Linked DNA regions of Mus musculus: region 2 is linked to region 1. The links are chromatin contacts, called in public Micro-C maps. All regions are on one chromosome and are shown on one strand. The core of a region is the stretch at or near the end of the contact, and the rest is flanking DNA. Distances in the headings are between cores, read along the strand shown. Region 1 has its middle 12 kb from the start of Cxcl13. Region 2 has its middle 81 kb from the start of Cxcl13.

Evidence for each region. A called contact is a pair of places that touch in the nucleus more often than the background predicts.
Region 2: a contact with region 1 is called in a Micro-C map of muscle stem cells, with 3 times the contacts expected there. The contact joins two enhancer-like sites. A contact is called at or near these places in 2 of 39 promoter capture datasets (hippocampal neurons and liver), 1 of 484 Hi-C or Micro-C datasets (muscle stem cells) and 1 of 9 other capture datasets (pancreatic islet).

Annotation. Positions count from the first base shown.
Region 1 is chr5:95,943,311-95,946,791 of GRCm38.p6, forward strand. No RefSeq gene overlaps it. Among named protein-coding and RNA genes, the nearest start is that of Cxcl13, 12 kb to the right of the region's middle. Within about 2 kb of position 2,006, at least 20 of the 459 cell types and tissues checked have an H3K27ac peak or open chromatin away from gene starts, as enhancers often do. A contact at or near this core is called in muscle stem cells, where this site is marked.
Region 2 is chr5:96,036,416-96,040,230 of GRCm38.p6, forward strand. No RefSeq gene overlaps it. Among named protein-coding and RNA genes, the nearest start is that of Cxcl13, 81 kb to the left of the region's middle. Within about 2 kb of position 1,621, at least 36 of the 459 cell types and tissues checked have an H3K27ac peak or open chromatin away from gene starts, as enhancers often do. A contact at or near this core is called in muscle stem cells, where this site is marked.

The sequences.
Region 1 (3,481 bases), core at 756-3,255:
TATTTTAATTTGGAAGAGAATAACATCCTAAATTTAAGTGAAGATTATTAGCCACCTACTAATACACATCAGAAATGTCATTTTGGCAAATATCTCTTCTGTATTTAGAATCCAATCACAGGAAAAGTCAGCCTAAGTTGAAGCAGTTTTTTGTTTGTTTGTTTGTTTGTTTGGGGTTGGGGAGTGTTTTTTGTTTTTCTCTGAGAGAACAGTGCATGAGCCAAGGTCAAAAGTGCTCCTTGAAGCTGACATCTCACTTCAAAGAAGTGAATGGTTTGGGAAATTCACATAGGCAATTTATGGGAAGATTAAACTCCAATAAATTTAGTCTCTGAAATTGTGTGTGTGTGTGTGTGTGTGTGTGTGTGTGTGTGTGTGTGAGTATTCATATGTGTGGATATATATGCATATGGAGACCAGAGGTTGATTTCGGGTTACTTCTTCAGTCGCTGTTCATCTAGCTTTTTGAGACAGGGTCTCTCATTATATCTGGAGTGCATCAGTTCACACCAGCTGGCCAACAAGCCCCAATGATTCTCCTGGCTTTGCCTCCACAGTGCTAGCTATTGTGGCCAGCATCACTACAGCTGTCACTGTTACATGGTGCTGGGCCTCAGACTCAGGTCCTCATGCTTAAATAGCCCCTTTTAGAAATTATTGAAACAAAATTATTCATTTCATAATAACTCAGCAAAGCAAAGCACAATATCACATTAGCCTTTTACTACCTAAAGTAGGTTTTCTGTACCCACAAATCCCTGCCCCTGTGCTCAAAGCTGAACAACTAAGACAAGATCTGCTAGGGTGATGGGTGAGGTAGCCTTTGGCTCATCCTCCTGGATGGGGATTCTACACTCTGGTTTCTTCAAAGCAAGATTATGATGGCAGTATAGACTCACTTGGCCGTAATTAAAAATAATAAAAGAGATTATTGGGAGGGCAAAAAAAAAAAAGCCTCCTAGAATCCATGGAACGTTGTCAAAGCAGAGGAAACCATAGGTATCTAGACAACAAGGACCAAGACAAGGTCATGCCACAGGCAGAATCTGGTGTGTTTATAAAAAGATAAAGAGAAGGGAGGATATGTTCTATGGAGGTGTGGTGAGATATGGGGGAAGGAGGTGCCTTGGCGGGCCCATGCCAAGGCATCCCTTCCCCCTGAGGGACCAGCCACATGACTGTATAGTATAGAATAGAGTTTATTCAGGACATGGGGAGGGAAGTTAAGAGGATAGTAAAGACAGAGAAGGGAGAGGGGAGGGGAGGGGAGCGAGGGGAGGGGAGGGGGGGAGGAGAGAGAGAGAAAGTATAAACAGAGGAGTAGGCTGGCCATTAGCACATGGAGAGAGGGCAGAAAGGGAATGGGGAAGGGAGGAGGGAGGGAAGAGCAAAGGAGCAAGAGAGCAGCAAGAAAGGAGCAAGGAGCAGAGGTGTCAAGCAGCCCCTTTTATAGTGGGTCAGGCCTGCCTGGCTGTGGTCAGGTAACTGTGGGGCAGAGCTTAGACAGAATGCTAACAGAATCAATCCATTTAAGTCATGGATTGAGTCACTCAAGATTTAAGTCTGTGATGAGAGCTGGCTATCATAGGACTGGCACCCTGAATGTCCAGGGCCTTTTCAGAATCCATAGTAGCAATGGGCCTCACTGTCTCTTGATTTTCAGATGCCTCCTGGACAGTTAAACGTAGATTATGGTAATTTTTTTAATTATCTGCACTTAGAGAGAGAGGTTCCAAGCTGTTATTAATTTACAATCAATATGGTTTTAATGGAATCTTTTTTTTTCAGTTTTCACCATGATCTGAGGTGCTAGTCTCTCAGAATTCCCTTAGATTTCAGTGCTTTGGGGCAACTCTTTTCCTTGTCTACTCTTCTAAACCACAAGGAAAGAAACTACTGACCAGAGATTTGTGAAAACCCAAAGTCTGCTTCGTTTTCCTGTTTGTGGCTGTGATGAGTCACTTGCTAATAAAATGAAACTCCCAGAGCAAATTAACTATGCCCAGAGCCAAGTCCACTTAAGAGAGCATACTCCCCTTGATTTACAGCAAGGGAACAACAGTCATCACTTAGCACCATCTCCCACGTCTGTCCTCTTACAAGATTCCTCACAAAGCCTGAGATTTGTAAATAGAGATGCTGTCATGAATGAATGGATGGTCCCTTGAGACCTGGCCCTCCAGAGCAGAGCTGATTGTCCATGCGGGTTTGAGGAAATTGGCCTCAGGAATGAAAGTTAACAAAAATGCACATAGGGAACATTGATGAAATAGAAAACTAACTAAAATTTCAAAATCATCCCTTACCAATGTCTTCTATACACATGAAACTTCTGGTAGCATCCCTGTGTGAGCATCCTGATGTTCGTCTCCTTTTTAAGATGAAAATATTTGGAGATCAGAGTTTAAGTTGTTAGTTTAAGAAGCATGAGCTCCCAAATCTAGGTATTTTAATTCCAATGAAAACCTTCTGTACTTAAAGCCTGTTGGGTAGAGGGACCTATACCTCAGCCATTACTAGTTGGACAAAGATCCCTGTGACCAGCCAGTAGAGAGGAGATACAGAGCCAGCACTACCCCAGTGTTGGCAAAGAGAGAGCCTCTTGGATGCAAAGGAAGGGGGGTTCTGCTTTTGGTGATGAACCCCCAGAAGGTCATTGCTATTGCTGAGTACTAAGACAGTCTACTGAAATCCATGGCCAGGCAGGCAAGCAAGTCTGTTCTGCCTTGAGAAGAAACAGCTTAACTGGTACCTCTTACTCACACAGGTTGAATACACATGTGTATGGAGCTACATAGATCCCACTGCAGTGGAAGGAGCCCAACTTTGGACTCAGAAGGGCTCTGGGCCCTCCCAGTGAGACAAGGAGGGAGGGAGACAACACAGGCAACTCTAAGGACACAGAGACCAAGTTTTTCCTCCTGCCCTGGATACTTGAGCCAGTGCAGTTACTCTAAATGCTTTGGGCCCTGAGCAAGGCTCTGAAGGCACCACTTCTCTAGAACACAAGATCAGTAGAACAACTGCCCTCCCCTGCACAGAGAAACAATGATAAAAATACTGAGACAATGGCTTTATCAGGGATCCAGTTCATCAGCTTTTTTACTAGTGTTGACAGCATAGCTCAAAACCTGCTCCTGGCTGTCAGCTTACTAAAAGCAGTTCAGACAAGCCAGGGCTCTGTTCGTAGGGATAGTAGGGCACAGGATTAAACTGTTCAGGTTGCAAACCCTGGAAGCAACTGTCTGGCTCTGTTCATAGGCCACTGGGCTGACTCACTGGCATGCAGGCGCTGGCTAAGACTGATAGCATTAATCTTTCCCTAGTGCCATAGTCAGTGACCTTAAATTTGCAGCTTGAAATTGCCATAGTTGGGGTATTTGCATCATGGACATACACAAAGACCACAAGTCAAAACCTTAGTTTCCACAAAGTCCGTTATAAAGTAATTCCTCACGTTTCCTTTCCCCTCACTAAACAG
Region 2 (3,815 bases), core at 371-2,870, 93 kb after region 1:
TATTTCTAAAACTCCTATCTGTAAGGACATGACTTGTTTCCAGGAAACCTTGGGTAGAAGAACGGGGTGATGTTGCCCTCTGCTGTTGCCTAGAAAGCAATGAGCACTCACAGGGCTTGTAAGGGCAAGGGTAAGGACAGAAGCGCAGAGAATCTAGCATGCGGGTGGGCTCAATGTCTTCTGATTTAACCCTTAGAGTTTCTCGAGAGCACACTCTTAAATGCCTCACTTTTATAGATATGTACTCAGAGAGAGAGGCTGGATAGGTCATTTATGGTCATATAACAAGGAAGCGGGTAGAATTTCTAACCTAAATCCTTTTTGTGTTTTCATTTATCGTGCATTTGGGTGGAGGGAAGGAGTTGGTATTGAAATCAGCTCTCCTTCCACTACGTATATGGTTCCCAGGGATTAGCCCGGGTCATCAGGCTTGGCAGCAGGCATCTTTACTTGATGAACCCTCTTGTCTGCTCCAAATTAAAATCTACCCAGTTGTCAAAAGCCCATGGCCTCTTTTTTTTTTTGTATTCTGTAAGCTTGTGTAAGTTTTCAAATATTCAAAACATATTTATTCGACACAAATTTAAGCCAGAAATTGAACATGAGGGTAGATTTATTTATTCAGGAGACCTCAGCACATTTTATGTGGTGTGTATGCACCAGGAGGGGACAGGTAGACCTTGGTTCATGTGTTTACGTGATTTCTTTTATCAGTAATGACCTCAGACACCCTTCACAAACTTTTCCTAAATCGTTTGTAAAAACCCGTCTTCTTCACTGATCCCTGTCTTGCTTTTCAATCTTCTTGACAGCTTCTTTAGGACAGTTTTCTTGGTTATCTTGAATTACAATCATAGGTTCATTTGTCCGATTCCTGTCCATCTCCTTGTACAGTAGACTACCTGAGCTCAGGCTGTCGTTCTAGCGTTTCAACCTTCCAGAGGAGCTCTTCCCACAGGGCTCTGCCCTTGAGGCACATGAAGAAATTGAACTATGACAGACACCAGCGGTTTCCTTCCTGGAATCTGAAGGCTGGGGACAGAGCTCCGGCACAGAGGGCTTGCCTAGAATTCATGAGGCTCTGGCTTTGACTGCTAGCACTGAGAAAGTAATAGGCAAGAGGGGGCTACAGGGCTATACTAACCATAGACAAACAAGGCTTTTGGATCAGGATGGCTAGAAGGCGTTGTCATTTCAGGAAGTTCGCCTTTTTCAACTGAATCCTTATACAGTGTGAACTATCCGTGTTAAGAGCTCTCCAATTCATAGCCACACAATGCTCAAAGCATGAGACAGCAAACCACGTTTCTGGGAAGCAGAGAGGTATAGTCTCTCTGGGGCCGGCATTCTCCACTTTCAGAGGTACGTCTGTCTCTTTCACTTCCCCTTTCCATGTTTGGCAGGCTCTGTTGAACCCTAGTTCCATCATCCATCCATGCGACTGCACTCTTCAGTAGACCCTTCCTGCCGTCTAAATGCTTTTTCTAAATGGCTTTTACTGAGACTCTGGAATGCAGTCTGTTTTAGGGAAATGTGTCTAACCTCCTCACCTCTAATTCTGTTCCAACTCAGCTGTCTTCCCACAGGCCATGTATTACCCTGTTTAGGCAACTCTAAATTCCTGGCATGCTCAGTTAGCAGCAGCATTCAACGCCACACCATCTGTCAGGAGTTTAAGCCCTGGCTCACAGGACGGTCGTGGAGAAAGCAGATTAGAAACTAAAGTTTGCATGTGTATCCATGCTAGCAAGGTCAATTTTAATATCAGAATGCAAACATAGAGCACATTATTTTCACTCACAACAGGAAAACACAAGAATCAATTTAAATATCAATGAATTAAAAACCAACCAGTATTAAAGCCCAATGAAATGTTTTACAAGACTTCATATAATCCTATAGTTTTGGAACGTATTATCAACCCAGAGATGTATTAATGCCCTTCAGGAAAGGAACAGCCTATCTTTCTACACATGTATTTAAAACCATGGATCTAGTTGGATTTGGTTAATGTGTGTCTCTCTGTGTGTGTGTGGTGTGTGTGAATGCTTGTGTGTGTGGTGTGTGTGTGCATGCTTGTATGTGTGTGTGTGTGTGTGTGTGTATATATCTCCGTTCTTTTTTTTTTTTTTTTTGAGGATGTGTTTTTTTTTAAAGTTTTTTTTTATTAGGTATTTTCTTCATTTACATTTCCAATGCTATCCCAAAAGTCCCCTCATACTCCCCCCCCCACACACACACACACTCCCACTTCTTGGCCCTGGCGTTCGTTCCCCTGTACTGAGGCATATAAAGTTTGCAAGACCAAGGGACCTCTCTTTCCAGTGATGGCCGACTAGGCCATCTTATGATACATATGCAGCTAGAAACACGAGCTCTGGGGGGGGGGCGCTACTGGTTAGTTCATATTGTTGTTCCACCTATAGGGTTGCAGACCCCTTTAGCTCCTTGGGTTCTTTCTCTAGCTCCTCCAATGGGGGCCCTGTGATCCACCCAATAGCTGACTGTGAGCATCCACGTCTGTGTTTGCCAGGCACCAGCATAGCCTCACAAGAGACAGCTGTATCAGCGTCCTTTCAGCAAAATCTTGCTAGTGTATGCAATGGTGTCAGCGTTTAGAGGCTGATTATGGGATGGATCCCCGGGTATGGCAGTCTCTAGATGGTCCATCCTTTCATTTCCGCTCCAAACTTTGTCTCTGTAACTCCTTCCATGGGTGTTTTGTTCCCAATTCTTATCTTTCCCTCTCCCCCCTTTTTTTCCCAGACCCTCCTCTTGGTACCTCTCAGGGTCACAAAGAGGAGAGTTGAGGAACAGAACAGAGCTGATGATCCTACCCTCATCTCTGTTGGTCAAGAGTTTTCTAAGGGAAAGAAAAGACACAAAAGACACAGGACTCTGGTGGTCTGTGAAGACTTGATTCCCCAGAGAATAACAGCTGCGATACTATAGTTCTGAAAATGTTGTATAGCGGTTGCATAATTCTGAAAAATGGATAAAAATCTTGTGGTTACTTTTAATACCCATGATTCAAGGCTCTCTCCAGTCTTTGACACATATGCTGAAAGGATTTCTTATTCCTCTCTTTGGCATTTGTTTTCAGGATGTGGCAAACGTCACCGAGTGACCACATGACCCAGCATTTGTTCCTACAGACAGCTGAGTATGTCTGTGGCTGGACCACACCATCTACTTGGAAGAGGTTCTTTGGTGTTTATTTAGACAGCAGGTGTTCTAAACATTCAATCCTAGCAGACAAAGAGCCATTTCTAGTCATCCCAGTAGGATTTCAATTAAAGAACAATGGAGAAAATGGGAGGGTCCTCATAGATGGCAGCTAAGCCCATATGCTGTGACTTGGAATTTGAAAAGGAGTTCTAAAACTAACTATAAATGCACAGGAAGCATTTTGTTTTACATAGCGTTTGGTGTCAGGGCAGGAGTATCTGAGAGGAGGTTTTCTGTATGTAGAGTGAGTACATTTGAGAGGTAGGTAGACCTGGCTAGCCTAGAACTCACTATTTAAATCAGACTGGCTTCAGACTTACCGGTCACCCTTATGTTTCTTTGCCTCTTAGGCGTAGAGATTACATGCATACACCACCATGCCGAGTTTCTTTGATAAGTTTTTTAATTTTATGAGTTCTCACCCTTGATCATATATAACCCTCCTTATTTTACTATAACAAACACACAAATAATCCCCCTATCTCCCAACTATGAATTAAGTTCCTAAGTATCCATAAGATGGAAGAAATCGAGTCTGAGAAACTGGAAATCCTAAATTATAAACTGGGTTGACTGGGCTTGAGTCT